3 separate regions of the Anas platyrhynchos genome follow, and regions 1 and 2 are each linked to region 3. Evidence: chromatin contacts called from public Hi-C data. All regions are on one chromosome and are shown on one strand. The core of a region is the stretch at or near the end of the contact, and the rest is flanking DNA. Distances in the headings are between cores, read along the strand shown.

Region 1 (4,962 bases), core at 1,636-4,135, 120 kb after region 3:
CAGCAGGGCCCTTTCCCTCATCTGCTGGGCTGGGAGCACAGGGAAGCACTGTGGGAAGTGGGTGGGTGATGCTTTTCAGCTGCTGCTTCTGTTGTCATCCAAATCACTGATGTGAAGCATCTGGGACCAATCTGGAGTAGATGCAAGCATTTTGATTCCCAGCGATGTGTGTGAGAGCTTGCCAAATATTTTGGCCTAGCCTCTGCAAACTGTCCTGCGTGGGCATCTTTCAGCCGGGAAGTGGTACTCGCGTTTGGGGTTTTACGAATTAAGGGGTTTTCCCAAGTATGCTTGGTCGGAGCAGGAAGGGCTGTCACCAGGATGTTCACCCCATCCTTTCAATTGTGTCTGTAGGTGACACAGTTTGTTAAGGATTAGAGTGAGTCACAGTATTAAATGAACATTTTGCTTCTCTCTGAGCGATCTCCAAACAGATGCCTGCCTCTAACAAACGAGGCAGCAGGGGTATTTCTCTTGGAGGAACAATTTGCAGTATTAGCAAATCAAATTCTCAGTGGGCCACTCTTTATGGGAATTAACCTCACCTACCGGGAGCCAGGCGCTCTGGGCACCCGGCCTGATATAATTGAGTTTGACTTCTGGAGACGTGGTGGGGATGATGGATGGGCAAGGGAGACCCACATCACGCCGGCCTCGTGCCCCATCTACTGAATGTTAAAATACATCAACTGCAGGGTTTGGCAGCTTGGGAGCTGCACGTGGAGGATTTCTAACCTGTGGTGCTGTGAGACTAGCACCGCTGGTGTTTCTGACCTTCCGTAGCTACGCTGTGAGGTTATGCAATGCACAAACCTTTTGCGCGTGGTGCAGGATGAGGGAAGAGCATGGAGCCTGCTGCAGCGGGGCTTTGGTGTGGTGGTGGAGGAAAGAAAGGATCTGGACTCATGTGTAGGATCGTCTTCGTCTCATCAGATAACTACGGAAGAGGAAAAGTTGCTGTTTCAAAAAAAAAAATAAATCGGCTTTTAAAGATGAAAAGAATACTCTTATAAATTAGTTTATGGGGAGGGTGGTGAGGACGTTGGTCGTCCTTGTACCATTAGTCAAATCTGGTTGATTGCACATCGTTTCTGGTGCCGAGCCACCAACCATATGATTATTTTTCTTTTTTCAGTAGCTCAGTACTTAATCCTCAGTTTCATATGCAGAATCCCTGCTGCAGGGTTTTATTTCATTTTATTTGCTTTTCTGTTGGACATGATACAGATCTCATCTGTCCCTCTGCCCCGGCCCTTTCTGTTCAAAGGAAACTTTCCTTTCAAAATGTCTGTCCTCACCTGTGGTGTAACTGGGTTTCTCACTGCCCTGTTAATATACCACAAAGTCTGTAAGCTGACCTGCCGTGAAAAAAAAATAATCTCCTAGAACAGGAAACATTCCCAAATTTCCCCTTCTCCCCGTTCTTCAACCAAAGCATTGGAAACACTTTTGCAAAACTGCCTCCCATTTATTGTATGAGCTCATCTGCATGTCCAAACCATCTTAGCCAGGCTTGCCACCTGGATGAGCTTGACCTAGATGCAAACTGATGTGCTTGAGCAAGTTTAAAGGGTAGCCTTAGTTTTGCTAGGAGACTGGGACTGCCCCAGTATTTCCCCCTGCTAATCACAGCTCTGCTTTCTCAGCCATGCACCAAAGCTCTGCTGTCCTGGTTTATCTTTCCCCCGGGCACAGTCTGAGTGGGATGTCAGGGCTGCAGTGCTCCCCGTGCAAGGGCTGTCGGTTTCTTCCCCTCTGTAGCCTTCGGGAGCCCCTCTTGCTACAGCCTCCTCTCTTAGGGGAAATGGGAGAAGGTCACTCGGTCCCTCCCCTGCTTATCCGTACACTAATGGATGTAATGTTGAGTAGGTGGTTAGCTTTCAGCTTCCATCTCATGCTTCTTAGCTCACGGCTCCATCAAGCCAGGCTCAGGTTTCCAGGCTGAAGGCATGGCAGCTGCCAGCACCCGACCTCCAGTCTTCCTCTGCCTCAACGAGCAATTAAACAGCCTCTGTCCTCTGATGGAGATCGATAATCCTCTGCCTGAGCACCAGCAGGACATAAAGGGGCCCATAGGGGTGGAGCCAACCCCCCCTAGTTGTAGTCCTTGTGGAATTACTGTTCTCTTGGACCCCAGAGCAATGGTTTGAAGCCTTTCCATTGGGGTTAAGGTTCCCTTCCCTGCGAGCAGCTGCAATAGGTAAAGCCCCTAGGTGGGTGCTGTATTCAGACCCTAGGTTGCTCAGCTGTCGGTAGTTTTACCATGATGGGGTGGCAAAGCAGGAGAGAGGGAGCTGCAAACTCCCCACGTGCTCTGAAGTCTCTGACTTTACTCAGTGCTGTCATCCCCTGGGGGTTCACACCTCCTCAATTTGACTTCAGTTTGCCGTCTTTTTTCTTTAATGTTGCTTTTAGAAGCTTGCTACGAGGATGCTTTTTAAAAAAATCATTAGGTTGAAAAAATAAAAATGAAGGATTCTCATTCAGCCCCTGCGCTAGGCAGAGGTGGGGAATGTGGGGAACGGCATGGCACAGATGCACTATATGACCACAGAATTACCTTTCAAAGAGAGCAGATGGCTCCATCTCAATAAACCCCTCAGAGAGATTCACCGGAGGTCTTTGAGGTTTCAGTTTGCTTCTTATTTTCTCTGAGGTCTGTGCAGGAAGGAGAGGGGGCTGCTGTGGGCTGAGGCACTGGACAGCTGAAAGCAGGTTTGCGCACTGACTGTGTGCTCTGCTCGGTCACTTTTAGCAAAAATCTTCCCACACATGATAGAAGTACCAAAGCACCAAGAATTTCCTATTTCTAGGCAGCACCAGGGCTGTTTTGGGAGCTGGTTTGCTTTTTGCTCTCTTAGGGCAGGTAAAGAGGCCCTCCATGCCAGGGCTGCGCATAAAGCTGAATCAGAGCCCAGGCAGAAGAGGGGTGTGGTGTGGGACCTTCTGGATCACCACCTCCCCGGCGCAGCTTTCTCACCCTGGTGGAGGGTGTGTGAGCCATTAGCTGGGCATTTATCTGAAGAGAGACTCTGACCTTTTCTGAGCTCCTCTGCAGAAATGGATCGTGTGCAAATAGTTCATTGCTCCCAAAAATGCTCACGCTTTAACCTTGCAATGATGTGATAAGCAGAGCAGTTGATTTAGCACAGGGAGCAAACTCGGCATCGTGAGACTGCTCAGTGCTCGCGGTCCTCAGGAAATAGCTGTGTGCAGGGAGCTAGCAGGAACAAGTGACTGTCGTACCATCACAGATTCCTGGTGGCCCCAGGGTCAACCTACTTTCTAAGTTGCCTGCGAGCAACCTTTGTTCTCTTCTTCATAGACATCCAACTAAACTTTATTAGGAAACCTGTATTTCTGAAGAGGGCAGTTCTTTAAGCTGGAGGGATGATTCACAGTGAAGTCTGAGCTCTACCTGCAAACATGTTGTCTCGGGCTCTGAAGCACAAGCTTCAAGGAATGGGCAGGAGCTCAACACCCCCTTGTTAAGATAGCAGAGGGAACAAGCTGTTACGTACAGAGCTAAAAATAATTGCAAAGCTTTGAATCTGCCTCCCAATTGCAGCAGAAGGATGTTCTGAGCACTGATGGCCGAATCTGTCTCTGGCACAGCTCTTACTCGATGGTGCATTAAAGCGTATGTGACTTTTTGAAGCTCAGTTCAGATAAACGCACAGCAGCGTGGCTGCTTTTCTGGAGCTGCCATGATTTCAAACTTTGATCAGTGTGGCTTGGGGCTAACCCAAAAGCTGGTGTTCCCAGAAGGAATGGTGCCTTTTCCAGAAGAATTTTAACAAGGAGACTGAGGAAGGGGAGAAATGCACAAGGCAGCTGAGATGGGCCCAGCAGCTGACAAAGCAAAGTATGACATGGCATAACGAAGAAGTACAGTGCTGGGCCTGTTTGTAGGGTACTGTGCTTCAGAGCAGGTGATGTGGGCATCCCATAAGTCTGCCCACAGCCTGGTTTCTTGAGCACGAGGTGCTGGAGAGAGCCTGGCCACGTCCATCCTCACTATGAGCAAATGGCTTTGTTCAACCTCCTTCACCTGGTCTTCAACTTGCTGTGACAGGTCCTGATGGAGATACTTGCCTGGATGAGGCAATCGGCCACCTGGGGTGATGGTGATCCATTACAACACAGTTTCTTCCACCAACATGCACATTTTATTCATTCTTTTGTTTTTACAGTAGCAGCAAAGAGAGGCACTTTGTCACTGCCTGTGACCAAAGAGCACGAAAGGAGAGAGGCTGAAGAATTTGAGCTATGATAAAATGCTCACTGCATTGATCTTGGCTCGGCATTTGTTTTCCTTCTTGCATTAACTCCCCATCGATTGCTGTGATGACCTTAGAGCTTGTGGGTTTGCTGGCCGCATCCCTCAGCAAGCAGCACCCCGCTCTTGCATCCTGCTCTGCTCCCAGCCTCCTCGAACCGCTGACGGTGCGAAAGCGGGCCAGTTGGTACAGAGGGTAAGCAGGGCTTTGCTTCAGCCTCTTTGGTCATTCAAGGCTTCTTACTATACATGTATGTTATATATAGGCATGCCACAGCTATGGTACGAACTTGCTGTTGCTTGAGGGATCAGGTCATTATTTTAGTACAGGGTGGTAGTAAATTGGATCCAATTGCGAGGAGTTCTGGCAGCTGTTAAAGAAGGGGCTTTCGTTTGCCTTGGAGATGTTCTTTGTGCCCACGCTTTGCAATGAGACTTTGGGAAAAGTTACCTTCCTCTGGACTGTGGCAGGGGCCTTGGCTCACCAAACATGTTTGCCTTTGCGTTCAAAGCCCTCAGAGCCCGGGGTGGCTGCAGCAGTGCCAGGGTGAGCCTGCAAACACGTGGCAGTGCTGATCGTGGCGTCCTGGCTCTCCAGACATGAGGTGCCATTGTGTCGGCCACTGATGCTTTATCAGGCTCCTTGGCTGTATTTGGTTTTGCAAGTTTATTGTACTTTCCAT
Region 2 (4,971 bases), core at 2,359-4,858, 81 kb before region 3:
AGGGTGGTGCTTATTCCACAGATGAATAACATAGGACATATTTGCAGGCACAGGTAGTTATTAGAAGTTAAAAGAAATTCAAGTGTTGGAAACTTACAGGATCCTAAATTTATGCTTCATTGCACCACAGATCAGGAATAGTAGTGCAGTGGTTTAGGCTTGTTTATTGTGTTTTTTAGCTATGTACTGGATTCCTGTTATTCTGAAAGGGTGCAAAACTGGGATGTTCTCAGTTTATAACAAACATTTACTGTCACTGTTTTGGAACTGATTTTGGAGGAGGGAATGGTGTCCATTCACTGCTAAACAACATCCTCCCACCCTTTCTTCTAGAACAGCCTATTTCAAGGGTATTTGTTTGGAGGAGGATCTGGAACTAAAATAAATTGGGGTAAAAAAGAAGTCTGATAACCAACCATTGGTTTCTGAAGACAAGCTTCAAAAATGAGGTAATAACTCCTGAATTATCCTAGTGACCTGCAAACCTGTGAGTTCAGCTTGCAAGTCAGCAGGACCTGGCCCCAGCCCCACTTTGATGCCGCAGTATTAGTCAGAGGTTCCCAATGCAGTCTGCTGGAGAAGGTGCACTTGGTTTTCACGTGTACCAGCACGATTACCTCTGTAACTGCAGAGCCATCTCTGTCTATAGTCGGAAGCTGATGTTTGAGCTTTCATAACAGAATTAATACCTAAAAGTATGTTTCAGAATATGCTCAAGACATGATCTGTCTTTCAGTGTGTGAGCTCTATCTTAAAATTACAGCTAAACCTCTGCTGCTTAGTATCTAGGTGAAGGTTTGATTATCTAGGAAGAAAGAATGAAAAAAACCCAAGCGTATGGTACTGAACAGCCGGTTTTATCTTGATGGATTTTGTTCGTAACCTCCTTGTGGAACTTAACAGAAAATTAGATCTCTGCCACTGAATTCTTAAAGGCATTAAAAAACACTATGGAGAAGATCTTACCTTCCATCAAACTCCACTCCAGTGACTTTTAAAGAATGCAGCTGTTTCATTCTTTGAATTCTTTCAGAATTTTCCATGGGGGATACTTCTAGTTTTGCAAACAGTTTCACATCAACTCAGGGGAGCGGTGGGGAAATAGGAAAAGCATTTTGTCTTGGGGAAAATTTCTTCTGCTCAGCTGGAGCCCTTTCCTGCAAAGCTCTTCTCCTGAGACCCAGGGAGCTACTGGAAGTTCCCATGGCTGCTCCTTTGCTCTCTGTGCTGAGGGCTTGGTGATGCTCCCCAGGCATGGAAAACATGGTTATGTTGTGCCATGCATGCAGGAGTAGTACTGGTGGATTCCCAGGGCTGAACCCCCCCCCTAGGAAGTCAGACAGCAAACCTCCCTCATGATCCACAAGTGACAATATTTATAAGGGAAAAAAAATATATTGCAAGGAACGTGTTTGGCATCTGTTTGTATTGCTTTTGTTTTGTCTGGTGATGTCTTTCCAGTTGAGGAAGCCCCCTCTGGCTAAATTTCGATGGCCTAGCTGTGAGTGATGGATAAACATTTATTTTCTCTCCATGACCACCCACACCTATCCTGACAAGCAAACTTTCCTTTGGAAAGTTAGCCTTTTTGGCTGAAGTTTTGAGCCTTTTTGGCTGAAGTTTTGCCATATATGGTCCTAGCCCAAAGAATTATTGTTTAAAGATCTAGTCTGGGTCTGACCAGGTAATGTGTGAGGGAGAAATAATGCTCTTGCTCCAGTGGAAAGGTTTGCAGCTGGGCCACCAAGGACCTGCTGAGCTTGAGCGCCCATCCCCAGCATGAAGCCCTAGCTGGACGAGGGGCATTACTGGGATGTTTTGCCTTTCTTCTGATTCTACCAGGTGACTCAGGTTTTGGCTCCAGGAAAGGATTGTGGCACATTGTGTCATGGCACAGCTTGTGGTGTTCAGCTAAGGAGTAATGGACATAGGGTCTGGTGCTATTTACTTGCAGATGAGGTATGAAGAACAGGCTATTTCCTTGCACTTTTCCAAAATAGCTATGCATGATGCTGACTATGAACTTAAAATTAAAGATATCTTGTTGGTTTATTTATTATGGTGTTGTTTTTAATTCTTTAATGATATCGCCATCTATATCTGTAGATGGAGAAGGACAGAAAGAGAATAGGGAGCTGTTGGATGTCAGCTTTGTGGTAACAGAAGCTTGACCCAGCAGAATTGCTTGCAGGTCAATGAAATTGAATGAAAGTAAAACAAAATTATTAAAACAAAAACTGATGGAGGAGAATCTCGTTTCCTGGAGGGCTTTGCTTCTCCTGGGTGTGGTGGTCTCTCTTGGCTGGGTGTTGGGCTGAGCTCACCGCTGGGCGGTCACCACCAAGCCCACCGTGACTGTGTACCTTACTTTGTTCTCGGCATGCAGGGTGGGGTTTTTCCATTGAACAGGAGAACCGAGTGCCCCACATTACTCTGGGTTAGCACTTAGCTTTCCACAGTGTCAGCATTCATACAGTATCCCTTTCTTTTATCTGGGATATTTTTTTTACTTAGTAAGTGCTAACTAACCAGAAATATATGCTCTCTGGCATTCTTTTCACAAATACCACAGGGACTTGGCCTTGCAGGCACAACAAGAGGCAAAAAAAAATGGTCTGAGGAATGCAACCTGCAATGCTTCAGAGTGCATACGGTTAGGCTTTAAAGCACTGTACTGGGGAAGAGGAGACCTTTGAACGGGGCTTTTGGAGATGACTACTCTTAATATTGCTGAGCTCCTTGAGGAGATGCTGCAGCAGGTCTGGTGAATGCTGGTGACTTTTTAGTTACGCTTTTGTGTGGTTAAATTGATGCACACGAACGTCCTTATGCAACGTCCTTATGCAGAGACTAGACATAAGCCCATCAAGATACAACATGCTGCCCCCTACATGCCCAAGGGGCCTTGGGGTTTTCATTTGGTTTCATAAGAAATAGTGCTTAGGGGAGAATTACAGAGTCATCCTGTCTGGCTGTGTTTCCCCCTCTGAATAGGTTTTGATCCAGCTGCCTGATTCCACTCCTGGTGGGTCGATATCCCAAAGAGATTAAGCTTTCTAGGTTTCATGAAAATAAATACCAGGGTGGTCAAGGGGGCTCAAGTTGGTCCCCTTGGGGAGAAAGTCACAGTGTGAGTCTCAGTGGTGGTTAGTTGCCTTTAGAAAACCCACAGGCAAAAGCTGTAGAAAAGTAGGTTTTCTGCTTATAACTGTTCACAGGTCTGCTTATTTTTCTTGTACTTGTGTCTGCAAACAAAACCTAAATCTATCTATCTCTCTCTTTCCATTTCACATGTTTTCCCACCATCTTGAAAATGGAATTCATTGCAGACGAGACCCTTGCCTGGCAAAAGGACTGACCTGGAAATAAGAAAATGACAGCAGAAGAATTTGGGGATATTTGATGGAAAACCTTAGGTCAAGTCTAAATACCAGCACAGATGTACTAACAGTACCCAGATGGGGAGCAGGAGTGGTGTTGGTTGTCCTCTCAGCTATTTAGGATCTTGTGAGATGGCACGGAAAGACTGTTAACCATGAATCTGCTGCCATTCAAGGCAGTCTTGAGTCATTGTGGTTTAAAAAATAAATTATCATATAAATAGCTGCTTAGGAATCTCAGCCTGAAGACCACAAAATCTCACCAGTGCATAGTTTCTCTGGCTTACGTAGCACCATGTCTACTTGTGGAACATTTTGGCTGCATGTCATAAAACCGCTTCCTATTAAAAAAATAAAAAATAAAAAAAATCACAGGAGAATAAGGTCTCTTGTCAGTGACAACTGCTGGTGGTTTTCTAGTGCCTCTCAGCCCAAGAGGCTGAGTGTGTCCTAACCAGTTTTTGCATCCTGTCTTCAGACAGTTTTGCCTCTGTGGCCCTGACCCTGAGCCCACTCATCACCTTTGGGGCACCAGTTCTAATGTGCTAGCTGATTGGAGATGTGCTGGAGCACCTACAGGTTTAGTTTCTGGGTAGTTTTTGTGAAGGAGTGGTGCATTTTGAAAAGGCAGAGGGGAGTGTGGTCACGAACAAGCAAATGCTTGTGTTCCTGCAGTTGCAAAACACCACTGGGATTTTCTTTTGCAAACCGCCTCCTCGTGAGTGGCATCCTGTTTTGCTGTCTTGAAGCAAAGCTGAACATGACCCTTTTGATTCTGGTGACTTCATAATGTGAAAAAGTGCCAGTGCCTTTGTTACCAGCATCTCTCCCTGTCCCAGTGCTATGGACAGTTAATAACAGTATTTTCATTGACATTAATGGCAGCAGGATCAGATACCAACAGCAAAAATCCTCCCAAGAAAATTGTTTTGAGTGAACTCCAGCCAGTCGGTTTGAACGTAATCTATCCCTGTGTTTTCCCACTACACTGTTTCTGGCCAATAAGCTGCTTGTTTGTTTTATTTCTATTTGGTTTTGTTTGCTTTGCTTGCTTATTTGTGACTTCCCTTTAGGAAACAAACCACTCGGAGGTACACCAGTGCTCTCAGAGGCAGTGGGACGTGCAGACGGTAATCATCCTTGCCAGAATTTTTTTCTCAGATGTTCTGCAAAGGTTTGCAGTCCCAGCACAAAATGTGAGAATGATGTCTGTATCACAAAGACATTTTCCCAGCATGGCTGAGCTGTGATATGAAACAAGCTGATTTTCTCATGAGAGTGGAGTAAATCCTTGGAAGTGTTATTTTTCTAATGTTTTATTTGAAAAGTCCTAGCATGACCTTTTCTTGATGTTGCCTTTTCGTTCTCTCTTTTTTTTTTTTTTTTTTTTTCCTTTGTAAAGACCCTGCAGGATTGTGATTAGCAAGATAATGAATACCATCTGCTTTTAATCAATTCCTTCCTTTTCTCCCAAACCCTCCTAACTTCTAATATTAATGGAAACAGTTTTGAATACTGGAAGGGGCTGTTCTGGAAAATGATTGGGTATTTACTAGGTGAAAAGTGAAATTACACAGGTTTATTTCATGGG
Region 3 (4,880 bases), core at 680-3,179:
ACAGCTCCTTCTGCATTAGTGGAGGACAAAGCTGGAGCATGTTCTTCATCGCTTTGAGGACCCACTGTGGAAAGAGAGGTTTTAACGCGCTCACCACAAACACATTTAGCCATCAGCTGAGAGAGACCATTCCACGAGAGAAAGCAGTAGCCATTGGGCTGGTGGCAGGTGGGTTTGTGACTGGAATACATATGCTACTTTCATAACATGGGAGGCAGCTGCGGGTTCCCCAGCAGGGTGTCCCCAACCCAGTCCTGTCCCTCTGCCTGCAGGGCTCACAGCTGCCTGCGGGCCCTGCCCGGGCCTCTGCAGTGCAGCTGATGCTGGGGGACGGGAAACCATGATCCTTCCTATGACCTAGAGGTGTTAATGCCTAATAAAGCTCTGGTTTGCACGCTGGGAGCCTGCTTACCACAGAGCTGATGGGTCTTTTCTCTTTGCTAGGGTTAAGCAGTCACCATTTGTCAACCAAAAGCGGAAGTGAAATTCAGATGCTGTGAAGGTCTTTAAAAAAGCGACAGGAATGTGATAATCTGTCCCACGTGAAAAGCTAACAAGAGTTTCCAAAAGCTGCAAACATCAGTCTTGGGCTTGAGGCACAAGGCTTTGTGCTCATCTATCTGGGCAAATACCTGGTGCCTCTACATACAAGCCACTGCCTTTCAAAAAGTTTCTGCAGGTAAACAGGGGTCAGCTCAAGATGAGATCCTGCACCAGCTCGGCTTGACCCTGCTTTCATATCGGCTTTGTTCCTTTAACTCCTTTTTTAAAGCAGCTCCTTGCTTTGTACCAGCAGAAGCATGCCCCTGCCTGACCAGGGAGTGCATTATCCATGGGGGACCGCAGACTTTTATCTCATTCGGGGTGAATTTCACTTCTGTAGTGCCTAAGCTAATGTTTTGTGTCCCTGGATCAAAGCTAGGGAGCATCATTTGCATACCGTGGGTGAGGAGGCAGCAGACTGGAGACCATCACTCATCAGTGAAAGGATGATCATTGTTTGTTTAGCCCATTCCAGAATAATGGCTCTGCTGGGAACACCAACCCAGTATGCATCATATCTTTTATAGTATATATTAATTTAGTGTAGACATTAGGCCATCATTATTCCCTCCTTTTAATTCTCATGTATTAGCATTCAGGAGCAGTTTTAACCCAGCACACATCTTTGTTATTTTGTAATGTAAAATAAATAAAGCTGGAGGCAAATGTATTTTTTTTTAAATAAATGACTGTGAGAGGCTGATGGATATAAAGCACAGAAACATCTTTATAATTTTAAAGCTCGAATTTCAGAACACAGCATTTTCATTAAATGGTGCAATCCATTCATTTTGGAGAGACAGATATAAACAGAAGCAAATTAACTCAGTAGTTCTCATGCCTAGAATCTTTGTGATAAAATTGCCTATTATTGTGAGTGTAAATGTTTTCAAAAACAGTTGAGACAACGGGAAAAAAAAAAATAGGAAAGCCAGGATAGGTTGCTCAAGGATAAAAACCATAAAGACATCCCCTCCAAACACATGTAGCTGCTGAAATTACTGAAAGTGGACTGCGGGAGCCCTTTGAGAGGAGGAGAAAGGAGGCAGGCCATTTATTTATTATTGTAATTTTTTTCTTTTTATGATGGATGAAGGTCTGGGAGAGTGGCATCCCATTATTCTCCGTGCTGGCTGCTGCCGTGAGTTAGGAAATTCAGCTGATAGGGACGGAGGCGGCTGAAGCAACAGGAGAGGGGGAGCTGGGCACAAGCTGGCGGGGCCCGGGGAAGCGCTGGGGTCCCACGGGGGGGGGGGTGGGAACCGCGCTGCGCGGCGGCGCTGCCCGAGCCCCGGTGCGGCGGCGGCGGCGGCACCGCGTGGCCGGGCCCGGGGCGGAGCCGAGCCCGGGGCGGAGCCGTGCCGGGAGTAGGGGGGGGGTCGGAGGCAGCGCGAGGAGTGCCGGGAAGGGCCGGTGGTGGCGGAGGAGGAGGAGGAGGCGGAGGGGCGATGGCGGCGGAGCGCGGCCGGGGCTGCCCCCCGCGGTGGCGGCGGCTGTGAGCGAGCGGCAGCGGCGATGTGCGGCGCGTCCGGCGACGATGGAGGACCGGTCGCACAAGGTGCTGCTGGCGCTGGTGATGCTCTTCCTGTTCGCGGTGATCGTGCTGCAGTACGTGTGCCCCGGCACCGAGTGCCAGCTGCTGCGGCTCCGGGCGCTCAGCCCCGCCGCCGCCGCCGACCCGTACCGGGCGGAGGACGAGACGCCGGCTCGCTTCGTGCCGCGCTTCAATTTCTCCGCCGGCGACCTGCTGCGAAGGGTGGACTTCAACATCAAAGGGGACGACCTGATCGTCTTCCTGCACATCCAGAAGACCGGCGGCACCACCTTCGGCCGCCACCTGGTCCGCAACATCCAGCTGGAGCAGCCCTGCGAGTGCCGCGCCGGGCAGAAGAAGTGCACCTGCCACCGGCCCGGTAAGCGGGAGACCTGGCTCTTCTCCCGCTTCTCCACCGGCTGGAGCTGCGGGCTGCACGCCGACTGGACCGAGCTCACCAACTGCGTGCCCTCCGTGGTGGACAGCAAGAAGGAGGTGCGGCTCCGGCCCTCCAGGTGAGCCGAGCCCACCCCCCCCGGGGGGGCGAACAAAGCCTGCCGCCGTCCTAAAGGGCTCTGCGGGCTGCCGGTGGCCGGCCGGAGCTGCGAGCACCTCGCACGGTGCTGCCCGGCCCCGGGAGGGCTGTCCCGGGGCTCCCCGAGTCCTTTGAGCAGCCCCCCCCTGCACGCCTCGGGCAGCAGCCGGGGGCCCTGGGCTGCCCCGGGGCTTTTCAGCCTCAGTGTGCAGGGAGAAATGCGGGTGTTAGGAGGAACAGGGAGCCGCTGGGTGCTGTTAGGGCTGAAGTTTAGGTTGTGCGGGTGTCAGCCTTGTGAATTAAAGGTTATGCTTAGGACTGAATACCACCCGCGAACACTGCCGTTGTCCTCCAGCCCTAACCTCGGTTATTTCGGGCTTGCCTTTCTGGATATTAGTGGCACTGCTTTTCTTCATCTTTGCGCTTCCCGTAGAAGTTGCTGACCTAACCTGACCGTAGCTGTCTGCTTGCCTAAAGGCAGCCCCTGCGTTCCCAGAGCCCAGCCGGCTGGTTCTGCGAGCAGCGAGGAGCTCCTGCCCGTGCTCCCGGAGCGCTGCGGTGACAGCACACCTGGGGCTGGAGCACACCTCGGAGCTTGTCCACGGCTCTGCGTGCAGCTGCACCCTGCAGCAGGACAGCTCGGGGTTTCAGCGTCTTTTCACATTGCTTTGCTGGGAAATTAGAAACGAGGGTATCGCGCCTCTCGCGCTGTTAGATTAATGGCAGGTCCCCTTACAATGAGGGTACTGTTATATATCATGCTGTCTGAAGTCAAGTCTAAGCACAGATTCAGTTGAAATAGAGTGCGATTTCTTTATAGAATTCCTTTTATATAGCGTGACACCACACTGCCATCTAGTAGAAAAATGGTTAGCGTCATTATCTTCCTGTAGCCTAGATGAAACTCTTCATGAGGCTTAGCTATTGTGATTCTCGCTCTTTTGTTTTCCCTACTGCTTTAAAATTTAATTGTCTCGTTTTTGTGGCACTCCATTTGCAAACATCAGGAACTAATTCTTTGCCCTCTGGGCACATTATCTTCCCGGCTTCCCAGGCTGCGTAGTTTATTTTACCTGTCTTGTAAATGCATTGTTTGCCAGCAGAAACGGAAACGCGTAGCGTGACGTCTCTTTTGCTAAACATCTTCAAGTGATCTTTCTTTCTCTCCCCCTAGAGATGGGCCTGATCTGCAGAATTGTAGCTGTGGGGCACAGATTCCTTTTGCTCCCCGGAGGCGCAGGGTCCCCTCTGTGCTCAGGGTTAGTTTTGCCCTCTGGAAAAATGGGAGAGTCCTTGTCCTGGGCCAGCCACCTTCGGCAGAAGGAAATGCCAGGCTTGGAGAGCTGAGTTTTTGTCTGTGGCTTTTGGCTGATTTCCCCCTCACCCCTTTTGGATTACCAAACGTGCTTTTCTGAGTCAAAACAGAACTGATGCATGTACCTTCCCAGGAGCTCGCAGCGATGGTTCCTCGTCCAGCAATGCCGTGTGTGTCATCACTACCGACTTAGAGAGGTCATGAGGCCTCATGGCTTGAGATGGAAGCTGCAAAGGATGAAAAAGAAGCTGTGATGGTTTTGTGTTAGGTATAGGTCTACTCTATAAAAGCCTACTTTGAAATCGTGTTGCATTTTTAATAACCTAATTACACAGGTTGCTTAGTAGCTACAGTTGTTCTCCCAAATAATGTTTTGACAAGCGATTATTTGGCCTGCAACTTCTAAATGTTTAAAAATACAGCAGGAGACGTTCTGAAACGAACAATAGTCCCTTCAAGTCTTCCTACACATTGTAACGTCTCGTGCTTAATTTTATTTTGCATTCTCAATTTAGCAACATTCAGTTGACAACTAGTTAAGTAGCACCTATTCCTAGTGCCAGTAACAGACGGCCATCTAAGCACTTTCTGGGCAGATAATGACTTCTTTCAGAGTAGTGGTAGGTGTGGGATGAGGGTGTCTGGGCAGAGGAGCCGTGCTGGCTGGCTGGGGCTCTGAGCAGGGCCAGCCTGGCTGTTCCTGTGCTGTGGTCATTGGGGGAGGCCTGAATGGTACTGGCAGGGAGGGAAGGGAAAAATCCCTCTCTGCTTGAATCCTGAGTGAAGGAAGAGGAGGAAGGAGGGGTGCAAGGCCTGGTCCATTGTCAGGGCAGGGAACAGAGTTCAGTCAGAAGCAGAGGACCACAGCTTCCTCACATGAAGCTTGGCTAGGCAAGGATGGGAATTCCTATGTTTATAGTCAAGGTGATTAAAAAATAGGCACCTGCTCTAAG

The links. A called contact is a pair of places that touch in the nucleus more often than the background predicts.
Region 1: a contact with region 3 is called in a Hi-C map of liver, with 5 times the contacts expected there. The contact joins the enhancer-like site here to the promoter of HS6ST2 in region 3. A contact is called at or near these places in 3 of 8 Hi-C or Micro-C datasets (liver, skeletal muscle and subcutaneous adipose tissue).
Region 2: a contact with region 3 is called in a Hi-C map of liver, with 1.6 times the contacts expected there. The contact joins the enhancer-like site here to the promoter of HS6ST2 in region 3. A contact is called at or near these places in 2 of 8 Hi-C or Micro-C datasets (liver and subcutaneous adipose tissue).

Annotation. Positions count from the first base shown.
Region 1 is chr10:16,273,469-16,278,430 of IASCAAS_PekinDuck_T2T, reverse strand. All of the region lies in intron 1 of HS6ST2 (heparan sulfate 6-O-sulfotransferase 2), which reads left to right. Among named protein-coding and RNA genes, the nearest start is that of MBNL3, 27 kb to the right of the region's middle. Within about 2 kb of position 2,885, at least 1 of the 8 cell types and tissues checked has an H3K27ac peak or open chromatin away from gene starts, as enhancers often do.
Region 2 is chr10:16,477,543-16,482,513 of IASCAAS_PekinDuck_T2T, reverse strand. No RefSeq gene overlaps it. Among named protein-coding and RNA genes, the nearest start is that of GPC4, 82 kb to the left of the region's middle. Within about 2 kb of position 3,608, at least 2 of the 8 cell types and tissues checked have an H3K27ac peak or open chromatin away from gene starts, as enhancers often do.
Region 3 is chr10:16,394,942-16,399,821 of IASCAAS_PekinDuck_T2T, reverse strand. HS6ST2 (heparan sulfate 6-O-sulfotransferase 2) reads left to right here and starts at 1,929. Exons shown (of 2, transcript XM_027464993.3): 1 at 1,929-2,592. The coding sequence starts at 2,081.